Linked DNA regions of Mus musculus: region 2 is linked to region 1. A link is a contact called in public Hi-C data. All regions are on one chromosome and are shown on one strand. The core of a region is the stretch at or near the end of the contact, and the rest is flanking DNA. Distances in the headings are between cores, read along the strand shown.

Region 1 (7,462 bases), core at 816-3,315:
GAAACCTCAAACATAGGACCTGTTGCAAAATCTTGTCTATCTGAGGACGCACCTCCAGGTTTTTGCCTTCTGAATAGGATTCTACTACCTTATAAGCAGGTGCCTAAACAGACAGAAGCAGCTTAAGCTCGACACATAAAGGGGTTAAAAAGCACGTTGCCTTTGGAATCCACTGCATGCACCCTGCAAAGGAGCTGTTGATCATGGAAGTGTATAGAAGAGGAGCCTGCGGCGGTGGAGGGCTCTAAGCTCTGAAGACCTTTTTAATATGGCTGTATTGTAATACTGCAGTGCCAAACCCCACCAGTGGTTCCAAAAAAGAAAGGGGGAAAAAAAAGCCTCACTATGCAGCAGAACTTCCCAGCCCTGGAAACAGATTGTCTCCCTTTTGCTCCCATTTAATAACGGTTTTATTTAACACAATCGGGGGAGATATGTGTTCTGCTAAGCAGTGTACAGAAAGCTCTGTCTGCAATGATGCGATTCTTTCTACATGAAACTAAGAGGCAGTCCCCTAAACTCAGCCTCCCGAAGCTCAGCAAAGCCACTACGAGGTGATGCGATTCGCAGAGGGAGCCGCTTGGAAGGGTGTGTGTGTGTGTGTGTGTGTGTGTGTGTGTGTGTGTGTGTTAGGGGGTCAGGCATGCAAGGGGACACACCTTTCCTTCAAGCCGTTGGATACACCATGTTGCCTGAAAAGTCTACCCAGACTAGTCTGTCAAGGGTTAATTTTCTCAGCAAAAACTGAAGCAAGCGCGCACGCACACAGACACACACACACAAACCACACCACACCACACACACACACACACACACACACACACACACTCCTCCGTTGACTCCCACCACCTTGGTGGGTGGTCACCATCCTCTTAATTTTAAATTCCAGAACGCAACCGCCCCCCCCTCCGCCCCCGCCCCAGTACTATTATTTGGGAACAGCCCCCGTACCTGGGCTCGATTCCCACCTCATCACCGGTGGAAGCTGAGAGCCCGACATAATTATTTTCCTACAAGGTTATGCCTAATTGACCACTAACCTAATTGATTAATCATTTCATTTTTCAAAGCAGCATCCAAGAGTCAATCTAGCGAGGAGATAGAGAAACATGTACGCAATGGTCCAAGGGATACAGACCTAGGGAAAGACCCCAGGCCAGCTAAAACCTAAGAGGCTAGAAATGAAAACGCGACAGAAGCAGAGAATTGCGCACGGCCACAGGAGGATCAAACCAGGAGCCTCAAAGCGGCCAGGGTCCAGCAGGCTCCAACACGGATGAAGTTGTTTTCCCCCGGGGACCAAAGGGTTAAAACGACGCCGCTCCAACCCAGTCTCCTCTATGCTGGAGGGGAGCAGAATCCACCTGTCCCCTTCTTAGGCAAACCCCGCTGGTTGTCCTGAGGGTCGCCCTAGCTCTCTGGCCACAACTTGCCCCTCTGTGCGCGGCCCTTGCCTGCGCCTTTGCGCGCTACCCAAAACTTTGCGCACACTGCGGCCGCCGCCTGGCCGTTCAGCGCGGCGAAACGCGCCACCAAGTCCAAGAGCTGCGGACAGCCCTTCTGCAGCCACCACCGCTTGGCTTTGGGCTTCAGACTTTTCTTTCCTCCGCCTCCAGTCCCCATGCAGGGGCTCCCTCGTGGCTGCGGGAACGCGACTCTCGGCCCGCAGTGGGCATTGCGGCCGCGGCGCTGCAGACCACCACCCTGCAGGGTCCATGAGGCGCCCACCCGACGGCTGGACGACTGAAGCCATCCTTGCCCTGGCGCGCCCACCCTAGCTTTCCACGCCGCGGCCGCCAGGCGCAACACCCTCTCCTACCTTCCAGCCGCTGAAGACCACACTCTGCTCAGCCCTCTCGACACATCATCCTCTGGCTGCAGAACAGGGCGACCGGACTCTGCTTTTGTTCCCTGGGGCGGGGAGGTCCGTGCGGGGCCAGGGAGCGGGAGATGCAACGGAGCTGGGTATCTGGAAGAAGGGAGGCTCACTCCCGGCAGCTCTAGTGGCGGCAGTAGTGGCGGCAGCAAAGGCAGCGGTGGCAGCAGCAGCAGCAGTAGAGATAGTGCCGGCTCTCTGCAGGCCACATCTTTCATACCTTATACATCACTACCGCATTCCCCCGAATAGGAGAGCCCATCAGCATTTCGCCACCTAACTAAGGATACGAGCGCCGGCAAGAGTGGCTTGGCTGCACCTGGCCACAGTGTGGGCTCTGCTCAGGAAAGGACCCTCAGCACCCAATTGCCACTCCCTCCTAAATCACCACAGCATCGTCTATAACCATCACTGGTCTCCCCGCAGCGCTCTCCTTAGGCTCTCTGCTCCCTAGAATGTCTGAGCTTTAGGGCAAGCAACAGAGGTTTATTATGGAAACTCATTTCCAACTGCCACTTCCCAGGGAAGGTCTTTGCACGGGAGGTTACTGCTACAGAGGCACCCTCCTGATTGCACGTGGTTTCTAGATGCCGCCTTGGGAGCAGGCTTGTGGGCACTGAGAGAGGCAGCCCGCACCAGAGGATTGGGTCCCTGTTGCTTCATCAATAAAATGGGAATCAGATGAGCTTTTCTGTGAGGTTGTGGTGAGAATATAATGAGATAAACAGAGTGGAACTCCCTAAACAAAGCTTAATTTCTTCCTTCTTCCAATGCAAGCCTGCCTTCCCTCAACAACTGTCAGCAACAACCCAGTAAATATTTGCCGTGAGCGTACCTCGGTTCTATGCCAATCCCTATTTTATAGAGTAGAGTACAGCTTGGCTTGGACTTTTCTCTCCAGTGAAGACACAGAAAATAAGTAAATCAAGAAGAGTTGTTGAGTGGTATTGATCACCAAGATTGAAATAGATGGTGGCATGCAATGTGAAGTGACTGGAGATGCTACTTAGCTTGCTTTTGTCAACTTGACACGAAACTTGAGTCACCTGGGAAGAGAGACCCTCAGACTGAGATGTTGCTTCCATTATATGGGCCTGTGGGCGTGTCTTCCGGCCACATTCTTGATTGAGGGTTAATGTGGGAGAGGCCAGCCTTCTGTGAGTGGAGCTACTTCTGGGCAGGTGTCTTGGGTTGTCTAAGAAGTAAGCTGAACAAGCCATGGAGAGCAAGCAGGTAAGCAGAGTCCCTTTATGGTCTGTGCTTCCATTCCTACTCCAGGTCCCTGCTCTGACTTCCCTCAATGATGGACTGAAACCTATAAGATGAAGTAACACCACTAAGTTGGCTTTGGTCAGTGTTTTATCACAATAACAACAACCGGAACACCTAGGGAACTGGAACAAGTAGGAACCTGCTTAGGTCATAACTGCTAACCCAAGTTCTACGTCAGTAGGACCTCATCTCCTCATCTCCAGGGCAGAAGAAACAGCCAGAGCAAATGTCCCATGCAGGAATGAGTTGAGGGCATCTAAGATGGAGGAGGGTACACCTGTAGCTGGAAGCAGCAAGGGTAATGACCCAGTGGTATGATATAGAGTGGGTGGTTCCATCTGACAGGGAGGTTCACCTCCACAGAGGTCAGTAAGTAGATTTGGCACTGGAGTTAGGGATGTGAGTGGTGTAGCATTCCCTGTGGGGTTGATTTGTAAAAGTTCACTCTGGCCGGGCGTGGTGGCACACGCCTTTAATCCCAGCACTCCGGAGGCAGAGGCAGGCAGATTTCTGAGTTCAAGGCCAGCCTGGTTTACAAAGTGAGTTCCAGGACAGCCAGAGCTATAGAGAGAAACCCTGTCTCGAAAAACCAAAAAAAAAAAAAAAAAGTTCACTCTGGCTGCTATGGAGATAGTGGATTGGAGAGAACTTGGGCAAATGCCATTGGAAGAAGAATCAGTAAGAAGATCCAACAGTGCTGGATAAAAGTCCCTCACCATCTCCTGACTTCCATAATCACAAACCACATCAACTTTTCCTTCATCCAACAAGAGATTGGGAGTAAAAGCCACTGGTGAGCAGTTCAGGGAGCCTGAACATGAGCCATCCCAACCCACTCTCTAAATATCCTTTCCTCAACCAGAAGATGTAAATGGTTACATATTCTCATGACTTACTGTGTTGATAAAATGATACCAGGAAGATGTACCCAAGGGACTAAATGACTGTTAACTTCATCTTTAAGATCTCTTTACTTTGGGTCCTCCAGAAGCCCAAGCACCACACATGCCCTCTATTCCCTCTAGGAACTGCCTTTCCTGGACATGTCAGAACTACGGAGTCCTGATGCCTCTTTCAGATGTGTGGTGATGATTGCATTCACAATGCTGGTCCCTGAACCCGGCTGCCATCTTCTCAAGCAGAAAACAGATTTCCATTTTGTTTCCATCCTTTTGATGTTTTCCTGTCCGCCACCCTCATCCAGCTTGAAGCATACACAACAATTGTCCTATGAAGCTCCCAAGCTACAAAAAATAGAAAGGAAAAGGGGGCTGGAGGTTGGGGGGAGGGGATTTGTAAAGCCAGAGATGGTAGGAGAAGAAAACAGCCTCTTCTCTCTTAGCAACAGGAAAGGATCTCTTAGCTGAGAAACATGATCAGTCCCTTACATGTCTGACCACAGCAGTTTTCAAAAGCCACGAGATCCACTACAACATGCCACCAAAGCCCTGGGAGTTAAAACAAGCAAGATTGGGTAGTGTGACCTGTGACCATTAAAGGAGCTCAACACGGTTAGGAGAAGCAGCAGAGCTGGAACTTGATTCCTCTCATGTCTGTGTGCTTTGGATGTCCTTAGCCCTGATGGTGTTGCTGACTTCTAGAACCCAGAGGAGTTTAATACAATGGAGATCCAGAACTTAGATTTCTAAAATAGCCAATTCCTTCCCTCGCACTGACTCAATACATTTCACTCCTCTCCAATGGCCTTCAAGCCCCAAGCTTGAGCTGTTGAAATTCAAAAGAGATCTTAAAGGCCACATGGTCTTAGAAACTGACTTCTATATTACCACTGCAGTGCTGTTAATGAGAAGAATTGGTTCTTCTGGGTCTGGGGACTTGTGACTGTAATCTCAACTACCCAAGAAGCTGATAAATTCAAAAACTATCAGGGTACACAGTGAGACTCTGCTTCAATGTTTTAAAGACTGAAGAATAGGTAAGGACATAGCTTGATAATTGAGTGTCTATGTAGTATATGCAAGGCCCTAGTTCCCACATCTAATCTCATAAAATGAAACAAAACAAAAAGCTCTAATGTAAAGGGACACATGGATGCATCTTTGGATTATCTGGGATGCTTGGCAGGAATCAGACATCACATCTCTGCTTCCACAATGACTCTCTGTTCTCGTCAAATTAAAACCTAAGTTTTTATAACCTCATGTATAAAATGGCATCCGCTGTCAGGTCTGGGAACTAGAGAAGATGCTATGAAAATGTCAAGATAGAGCAATTAGTAGGCTTTGCTATGTCTTTCCTTTTAACCCCCACAATCTTGAGTATGTTGGCTAGCAACAACCGAATCTCTAGAGGAAAATAAAATCCATGACTCCTGTATCTGTTAATTTCTTGGTGCCCATGTTCTTGCTGACTTCAAGCTCCAATGTACTGGATATGTCCAGAATAGATATAAACTGGGCATGGCACACTTCTGCCTGACACTCAGTCAATCAATTCCAGACTGGGGACATCATCTCACAGCCTACAGAGTCCATTATTTTCTATCACTACCTAGGTATTTACAAGAATCCCAGAAAGAACAGTTCTACCGTTCCCCATCTGACAAATTGGGAAATTAAAACTCAGAGTGATTGATCAGAGACAGACAGGAAGTAAAAGCAACAGGACTCCATCTGGTACCACTCCAAAAACAGTGTGTCTTCCACGTTGTCACATCCCTGCTGTGAGACTATCACTCAGATCTGCTCAGAGGTCATATGAACCTCCATCTGACTATATGACCATCCAAGCCTTGGTATCCCCTCAGATGCCCTGGGAAGCAAGCATGTTAATGCAAATGAAATGACTCAGGAAGACCAAAATTATCCTGAAAAACATGTGAATGCTGTGGCTAGTGGCTAGGGTGAAAACATGGGAACAAGTACCCTGGGAGAACTCAGAGACAGCAGAGGAGACAGAACCACCCTGAACACACTTCAGATTGACACAGGGAAATGTGGATAGCTTAACATTCAGTCCCCTTTGAAGTGTTTATTGGCACAAAGACCATGGAGATGGGAAACATGAAATGGCACCGTAATTACAGCCACAGACAGCGTTCTTGCTCAGAAGTCTATTTGCTTTTTCCTTGTGCTGTCTGTAAAAATGCAGTTGCTTCTTACTCCAGAGCTGCTCATACCCTCCCCATCTCCTGAAAGAGGTCAGATCTTCAGCTCAAGCCAAAGGGAATTTATGGGCTCCCGTCACTTGGCAGGAGTTCAAGGTGAAGCCATCTTGGATGTACACCAATTCTAATGATGTCATTCTCTCTCTCTCTCTCTCTCCCTCTCCCTCTCTCTCTCTCTCTCCCTCCCCCTCTCCCTCTCTCTCTCCCTCTCCCTCTCTTTCATTCTCCCTCCATCCCTCCATCTCCCTCTCTTTGCCTCCTCCTTTCTCCCTTCCTTCCTTCCTTCCTTTCTCTTTCCTCTCACCTCTTTCTCTCTACCCACTCATCTTCTCTGATCTTTCCTCTGTGTTTGTCTATTTCTGGCCCTCTCTGTATTCTCTCCACAGCTGAAAGCATCTTTGCTATAAAGAGAGGATTGGTCAAGGCTAAAGGGAGTTCTAGACTTATATCACTTCAAAGAAGAGTTAGTATCTCTCTGCCTCAAGAAGTTTTAAATTTCTGCTTCTTGGAAGTTAGGTCACATGCCTAACTGTCATGGCACAGGGTAAAACCTAGTAAGATGGGCTGTGCCTGTCAAGAGCCCAGTCCTGCAGCCAGATAGCATGCAATAGAAAAGAGGTGGTCCCCTAAAGGTGACTTTTATCCAAAGAAAAGAATTAGTAGTGTCCAAATGCAGTAAGCAGGAGCCACCGATGTCAAAACCCAAGCACGGGTATTTTTCCCAAGATGTCTTTGCCCTTTTCAGGATCCCACACTGATTCCTATCATGAGCTCAGCATGACTTAGAAAGCCAGTACAGCCCACATCTGATATGACAAGGACCAAGGACACTGCCTGATTCCTCAGGACCCAGCAAATTTGAGGTACTTGATCAACATTTATCAAATAGATAGATAGTACCCCAGTTGATTGACAGAGGACAGAAGAATTCAGACTCTCTATCAGGGATCAACAGCAAAGAAGGCTGAAATGGCTTACAGATAGAGGCCGAAAGAAGCCTGGAGGATAATGGCTATATTTGTCATACTGTTTCTGACCCTGCCCTATAACCAAAGCCTAATTTAATAATAATATTGTCATTTGATTCTACCCTTTCCCCCATTAACTGTTGTTCTGTATTATCGATCCTCCATCATCAGAATGCTGTACTTCCTAAACTGCTAGAGAACAGTATCCAGTTCCACTGC
Region 2 (7,326 bases), core at 2,132-4,631, 180 kb before region 1:
AGAGTGAAGTGATAATCAAGGGAAGATGCTATGGCTTAGAGAATAAGAAATGTCTTGATTTCACCAAAAGCATGGAGACCTTGAGAAGGTCATGTTATCTTGGAAGGACTTTGAAGAATACATTGCACCTGACTTTCTCCTATAGATAATATCTTGGTAGTAGAGAAAATATTCTTACTAGAAACATTGTGTCTCTCCCTTTGCCTAGCAGACTATTGAGACAATATAGACAGCAAGGGTTTGTAATTTCTCTAGGAGTCTGGTGTTGGGAATAGAAAAAGACTGGGGTCTGATGCCAACAAGAGTGGAAACATCTCCTGAAGAGGGATTTCATCCAAGTGAGACAACTTACATGACCACATTGTAGTAAAATTAAGAGAAGCAAAGACAGTGATGATCAGTGATGGGCAGGACCACACCTTGACTAGGACTGCCTAGTTAAGCTTATAACTTGCTCTCTATCTAAACCTAAATTTCACGCCAGGACCCTGAAGATGGACTTAAGTGGTGTGGGGGTCACTGGGCCACTTAATTTGATCTTCTTTCCAATGTTGTCACATTGGATACATTTCCTTTCCCTTTCCATGACTTTGGTAATAATGCCTGTTTAATTAGCCTACTGGGGGCAGGTTTTGGGGTCCAGCTTGCTTGGGATCACAAGGCCCAGGCTCTAACCTTAACCACTCTGGAAACAGAGGAATGTCATGTAAAGACTTTGAATAACAGTGAATAATCTGGAGAAATGTTCGGGAAGGTGCTTGGGCATTTCTAAATGGGAGAGAGATGGACAAGGAGAGGCATAGCTCAGCATGGAGCAAAGCTACCCATGGCAAAAAAGGTCATGGAAAAGTGAACACTTAGCCAGAGACATCTACACCAGATCTGTCACCAAGATGCCTCAGCAGTTGGTGGTGGGATGATAAGAAGTAACCTTTAGAGAGATGAAAAAAAAAAAAACAACAAAAAAAAAAAAAAAAAACAAAAAAACCTCTGGTTTCACCATCAACCCCTGAGTCCTCCTCCCACTCAGAATAAGCTGAATTGCTTTGCAAATATATGCAGATACATGCGAATAACAAAGCCATTAACATGTGCACTAAGCCTCAAAGGAAAAGGTTTGCTTTGATCAAAGCTCATAATGGGATGTATCCACAGGGCAGGAAAACAGCATCCTCTCAGCCCAAACAAGGGATGGCTCAGACTAGGCCAGAGAGCCTTGCCTTAGAAACCAATGTTCATTCCCCTATCCAGGTACCTGATGTTTTCCTTGTACTTCTCCCTTCCCAAAGGTGGAACTGTTGTAAATACCTTCCTCTCTGCTTTACTGCACCAAGGCTGCAATGAAGAGTTTAAAGTGTGTGTGTGTGTGTGTGTGTGTGTGTGTGTGTGTTATTTAACAGTCATCCCTGTTTCTCAGTGTGATTCTAGGAGGAGCAGCCTGCAGAGCCATGAGAATACCAATTCTCAGGCAAACCCCTAGAACTAGTGAGGGAGACTATGCATGCTATGAAGATGTCAGGTGAGTGTTGCAAACACAAATTATATTTCAAAAAACATTGACCTAGTAACCTTATCAGCCATAATTATGATTTTTTTTGAAGGTTGGGCCCATTTTTTTTTTCTCATCTTGTGATCTAATCCCCTAGGCACAGTGCCTGGATCATAAGTACAATTAAAACAGGCTTCCATTTCCTCTTCTGCAAAGTGAGATAACAGCGTCTTAGGAGCTGCTTCAAAAAGAACCAGGTGCATCAGCCATAAACCGCTCAGGCACAAGGCTGGGCATGTGGCGACTCGTGTCTCACATTCCTTCATTCCTTTCACACAGCCCTCTCCTTCTAAAGAAAATGCTCATCTGTATACAAATAACCACACTCATATTGGTAGAAATTTGTCTTTTGTTCATGTTTGTCCCATCTAATCCCAACATCAGGCAACAGAAGCTGCAACCTCAAGCACAATACAACCTCTATACAATACAACCTCTATACAATGGAACCTGCCACAGACTAGGTGTCATCTAATTACAAGTTGGACATTGACTGGATGGAGCAATGGAACAATGTTTCAGAAGACCGATCCAGATGCCTGTGATTTCTCCAGCCAGCCTCCATGTCCTCAGAGACATCCTCCTGACCTGACCCCAACTCTGGTTTGAGGTTATATTTGTTAACCAAGCGCTCAGGGTATTATTCATCTTCTTCAATTCATTTTAGCCCCTCTCTGCCATAAGTTGCTCTCACATCATTAGATCCAATAACTTCTATTCTCCCTTCCAGACCCAACTTCATCATTCTTTTCTCTGCCTTGGGCCCCTAAAGGATTGTTTACAGCAGTAAACAATGGAGTTCTCAGATACTCTAGTTTCCTGCTGAGTTTGGTCAGGATCACAGAGAGAGAAGAGAGTGGGGTAGACTATTTGGTCCCTTTATCCTCCTAGAAAGTGTCATATACAAGCTGGACATATTCCTGCCTTTCCCCTCAAAAACCCCCTCTTCCATGAGACAGATACCATCCAGATTTGAGGTAACTGCAGCCTTCTGCTGTTGTGTCCGGCCAGCAGACCACAACCTGGGTTCTAGCCTGGAAAGGCATTTTGGAAACCTGGAAGAGAAGAGGGGCTAGGTGGCGAGAGAAAGAAATGTAGCCAAGACAGTTACTCTGATCAAAGCTCAAATTTTACTGTTGCGGTAACACTCAGTTATGAAGGAAGGGGGAGGGGACCCGATTCCCGCCGAATAATCTCTGGTCCAGTAGAAAGGTGCAAGTGTGTGGCTCCGCAGGTTCCAGCAGTGGGCGTGGCAGAACGAATGAGCAGGAAGCTCCACCCCTGAGCAAGCAGGTTTCAGGCTGGGGGAGGGGAGACTACATTCTGCCTCCAGTGGAGCCTGCCATGATGTCACCACAGCACTGTGCAACTTCCCTGATCCTTATGCCTGCTAACAGCCTTACCTTTGGAAATAAAACTCCTCAGTTTCTGTGCTCTGAATGGACCTTTGTATTAGAAAGCTGACTGAACTTTTCATCAAGGCAATACCTATGTGTCTTTCAAACCTCAACCCAAGGGTTGCCGGAACACCCTGGCTTCTGGTTTTCCAGCATTGCTTACACAGTCGTACTCATGTTCAAGTTTTGTAACTTCTTCATCTGTGGGGTTCATATTCCCACTCTGTTTTGTAGTTCCGGCATGTAGAAAGTGTGCTATAAATACTGGTTGAATAAATTAAGAATGACAAAGTTAAATTTTCGTATGCAAATGACTTCTCTTAAGAAAATGAATTTTTCAGCTGATAGTTTTTAAATGTGAAGTATTATGGGTTTTTTTTTTTCCTCTCTGCACTTAGAGAGTGATTCTTGAAAAAAGAAATCATCTAAACTGGCCCTATTTCAGGAAAACTAGAACACACAGTTCTCCTAATTATAATCCACACATGATGGGGTAATATCCAAGGTTGATGTAAAATTTGAGAATTCTAAACCTGCTGAGGAGAGTGGTAAGTGTTGGAATCCTGGGATGTCTTGTAGCCCCTGCCTTCCCTGGAATCCATGCCCTGTGTTATCTTCTACTCTCCAGAATAGACTGGATATAGTGACTTGCTCCTACCTAAAGTATCATAGCAACAATGACAAGACATTGCTCTAGTGTCATCTTACAAGAGAATAACTATTGGCTCTCTTTGGTAGTCATCCTTTCTGGCTTTTTTTTTTTTTTTTGCTTTCTTACTATGATAGAGGTAGCTACTACATTCATGAATCAACCTATATGTTGACCTCAAAGGATGGCATGCCAATAGCTTGCCATGAATTGAAATCATCTCACTAAAAACAGTGAGCTCATGATGGGTATGGGCTGGCTAGTTTTATGTCAACTTAACACAACCTAGAGTCATTTGGGAAGATGGTATCTCAATTGAAAAACTGCCTCCAACAGACTAGCTTATGGAAAAACCTATGGGGCATTTCTTAATTGATGGTTGATGTGGGAGGGCATAGTATACTGTGAGATATGCCACCCCCGAAGTTGTGGTCCTAGGTGTTATAAGGAAGCAGGCTGAGAAGTGAGGGGGAGCCAGATAGTAAGCAGCATTCCTCCATGGCTTCTACTCCAGTTCCTGCCATGACTTTCCTGGGTGATGGACTTCAATCTATAAGATGAAATAAGCCCTTTTCTTCTCCGGTTGCTTTGCTCCTAGTGTTTTCGCACAGCAATAGAAACCCTAAGAAAGATGTTCCACTTCACTCAACCCTTGAGATGCCGCCAGCTCCTATGAGTATTAGAGCTTGAGCCTGAAGACGTAGCTGAGCTGACTCTCATCCTATAGAAATGGTATACAGTGAATGTTCTTTTAAGCTACTAAATGATGGAGCAATTTGTTATGCCGTAGTGGATACTTACCTCAAGAATTTCTCCAAATTAAACATTAGTGACCTGACTCTGACTAAACCAGATTCCACAAAGAGAAAATAAAATGGGGAATCTCAGAAGAAACCAAATCAAGAAATGCTTAGCCTAAAAAGGTCTTCAGTCCTGAAGAAGAGATACAACAGGAGTAATTCTGCCCAGTTGACCTGAGCTTTCTTGGTCCTTCGAGTTTTTAGTGTCAATAGCAATTTGGTTTGGCAGCTGTTGCTCCTTCTTTTATTTCACATAAATTCAAAGTCAATGGTAAACAAAGTCGCCACTTGCTGCTATCAATTGTCTGTACAAATGGTCGCCAGTGAGTTCTTCCACATACTATATGTCCCTCCCAAAAGCTAAGGCCCAAAGAGAGTGATAGAAATAGCATCATTCAGACCTGTGATTAGGCCACGGAAATGTGATGGCTTTTATGTTTGCCTTTTAAGGTATCTGAAATATTATGGTAAGAAGTCTGATTTCTCAGTTTATGAGGAAGCCCATGTGGAGAAGGGGTCTGCAAAAGGTTTAAGAGGAGAGAGAGAGAAGGAAGAAGAAGAAGAAAAGGAAGAAGAAAGAAGGAGGAGGAGGAGGGGGAGGAGGAGGAGGAGGAAGAAGAAGAAGAAGAAGAGAAGAAGAAGGAGAGGGAGAGGGGGAGGGAGAGGGAGGGGAGGGGGAAGGGGAGGAAGAGGAAGAAGAAGAAGAAGAAGAAGAAGAAGAAGAAGAAGAAGAAGAAGAAGAAGAAGAAGAAGAAGAAGAAGAAGAAGAAGAAGAAGGGAGAAGAAGAAGAAGAAAAGAAGAAGAAGAAGAAGAAGAAGAAGAAGAAGAAGAAGAAGAAGAAGAAGAAGAAGAAGAAGAAGAAGAAGAAGAAGAAGAAAGAAGAAGAAAGAAGAAGGGGAAGACATACAGGTAAAAGAAGAGGGGATGATATGGGAAAGAAAAGAATGGGGAGGAGTCAAGACAAGAGAAATGCTCCAAGCCAGCCTGCAGTGTTTTAGCCGGCCTGGGTATCTGTAGACTCTTGGATCTCTCTTGGATCTCTCTTGGATCTTGCAGACTCATGTGAGCTATCATATCTCAAACAGAAGCAACAATGTGTCCTGGTCAAATTGTTGATTCATAAGCAAAGCAATTGTTGTTGCTGTGTTAAGCCACTTTAAAAAAAAAAAAAGATTTATAAGCCAGGCAGTGGTGGCACACACCTTTAACCCCAGCACTTGGGAGGCAGAGGCAGGCAGATTTCTGAGTTTGAGGCCAGCCTGGTCTACAGAGTGAGTTCCAGGACAGCCAGGGCTTCACAGAGAAACCCTGTCTCAAAAAAAAAAAAAAAAAAAAAAAAAAAAAAAAAAAAAAGATTTATTTATTTTATGTATATGAGTACACTGTAGCTGTCTTCAGACTCTCCAGAAGAGGGCATCAGATCCCATTACAAATGGTTGTGAGCCACAATGTGGTTGCTGGGAATTAAACTCAGGACCTCTGGAAGAGCAGTCAGTGCTCTTAATCACTGAGCCATCTCTCCAGCCCAAGAACAGGTTGTGTGTGTGTGTGTGTGTGTGTGTGTGTGTGTGTGTGTGTGTGAAGCCATTTTTAGGGTAGTCTGTCACACAGCAATCAACCAGCAAGTTGTTACCAGGCACATAGTCAACTCATCACCTGTTGTTGCTTGTATTTCTCACACCACCAACTCTACAGTATTTTGAGTTTTGCCTGTCTACTGCCAACAAAAAAAAATGAGGGCCAGAGAGAAAACATAATTTGTCCATATCACACCAATAGCAAATGAATCAGAATTCATATACAAATGGTTACAACTGTAAAAATGTATGTGCTTTATAGAGACAGAGAGGCAGCACACAATGCAGAAGGCTCTGCCCACATGAAGGGTCTCATACTCTTAATGACCTGAGGGTCACAGGGATCCTCTAGTGCTAGTCTGAAGCCACTGGTCACCTAAGGAAAACTGCAGCTTCCCCACAAGCTTCACCATGTTGTTCTAGGGAGGATAGTTACTACAGATCAGGCTTTTGACAGCATGTGTTGCCTAGTGACCAGGGATACATGTCTCATGATCCATCTTAAACAGGAGCTGGCTTCCTTGGCTGCCTCCAGATACTCAGAGGTCAAGTCATAGAGAAAGGACAGAAAGAATTTGCTACTAGCCAGAGATCCCTTTCATCGACTTAATGCTGTTCCTATTTTGAAAAGAGTCTGAAGAGCTCACTTGGACAATGGATTGGTGGCAGCAAGAGCCACAGCACCAGCAGTGTGCTTCAGACTCCACCCTTTGGTAAGTAAGACAGACTGAAAACTGGAAGAGAAGGTTGTCTTCTGCAAATTCCCTAAAGCAGTTACTAAGGCCTTAGTCTGTTCCAGGGTCCTTTTAACCCTTCCCATCATATTAACTCATTTCATCTTCACAATAAAGCCAGGAATCAGTCATCAGTCCACTTTGTAGATAGGGGAATTGAGGCTGTCTACATTAACTAATTTGGCTAGGGTCAGTGAGTTTCACTCTGACAATGATGGTGATGTACTAGGCTCAGCGTGTTCAAATACTAGGTTGTCTGCAAGGAGGAAAGAGCTCTCTGCTTCTAGTGAGCTTATTTGAGGCTGGCTCTGGTACTTAAAGTCTCCACTAAATGTGAACAATTACTTCATTATCTACTTTATCACAATCCATCAAACACTCTTACCCAAAGGTCAAATTAACACTTTTATCATCATAACAATAGTATTGCAATTCTAGGCTGAAGGCAGCTACTAATTGCCCCGGCGCTCTGAGATAATAAAGCTCAGCCAATGATAAAGTACCTGAGCTTCAGGACCCCAGCTCCCCCTTCCTGATGGATGAGTTCGGATCTCTCCAGATGTGTCCTCATGGAGTGAATCTAATGCTGCTTCCTCAAGATTTGCTTGATGTGTAACAT

What was found. A called contact is a pair of places that touch in the nucleus more often than the background predicts.
Region 2: a contact with region 1 is called in a Hi-C map of cortical neurons, with 2.2 times the contacts expected there. The contact joins the enhancer-like site here to the promoter of Dab1 in region 1. A contact is called at or near these places in 2 of 39 promoter capture datasets (hippocampal neurons and stem cell-derived epiblast-like cells) and 3 of 484 Hi-C or Micro-C datasets (cerebral cortex and cortical neurons).

The regions. Positions count from the first base shown.
Region 1 is chr4:103,614,103-103,621,564 of GRCm38.p6, reverse strand. Dab1 (disabled 1) reads right to left here and starts at 2,065. Exons shown (of 18, transcript NM_001369047.1): 1 at 1,820-2,065. Gm36604 (a long non-coding RNA gene) reads left to right here and starts at 2,511. Exons shown (of 3, transcript XR_376479.3): 1 at 2,511-3,109.
Region 2 is chr4:103,798,481-103,805,806 of GRCm38.p6, reverse strand. All of the region lies in intron 1 of Dab1 (disabled 1), which reads right to left. Among named protein-coding and RNA genes, the nearest start is that of Dab1, 180 kb to the right of the region's middle. Within about 2 kb of position 3,381, at least 6 of the 459 cell types and tissues checked have an H3K27ac peak or open chromatin away from gene starts, as enhancers often do. A contact at or near this core is called in cortical neurons, where this site is marked.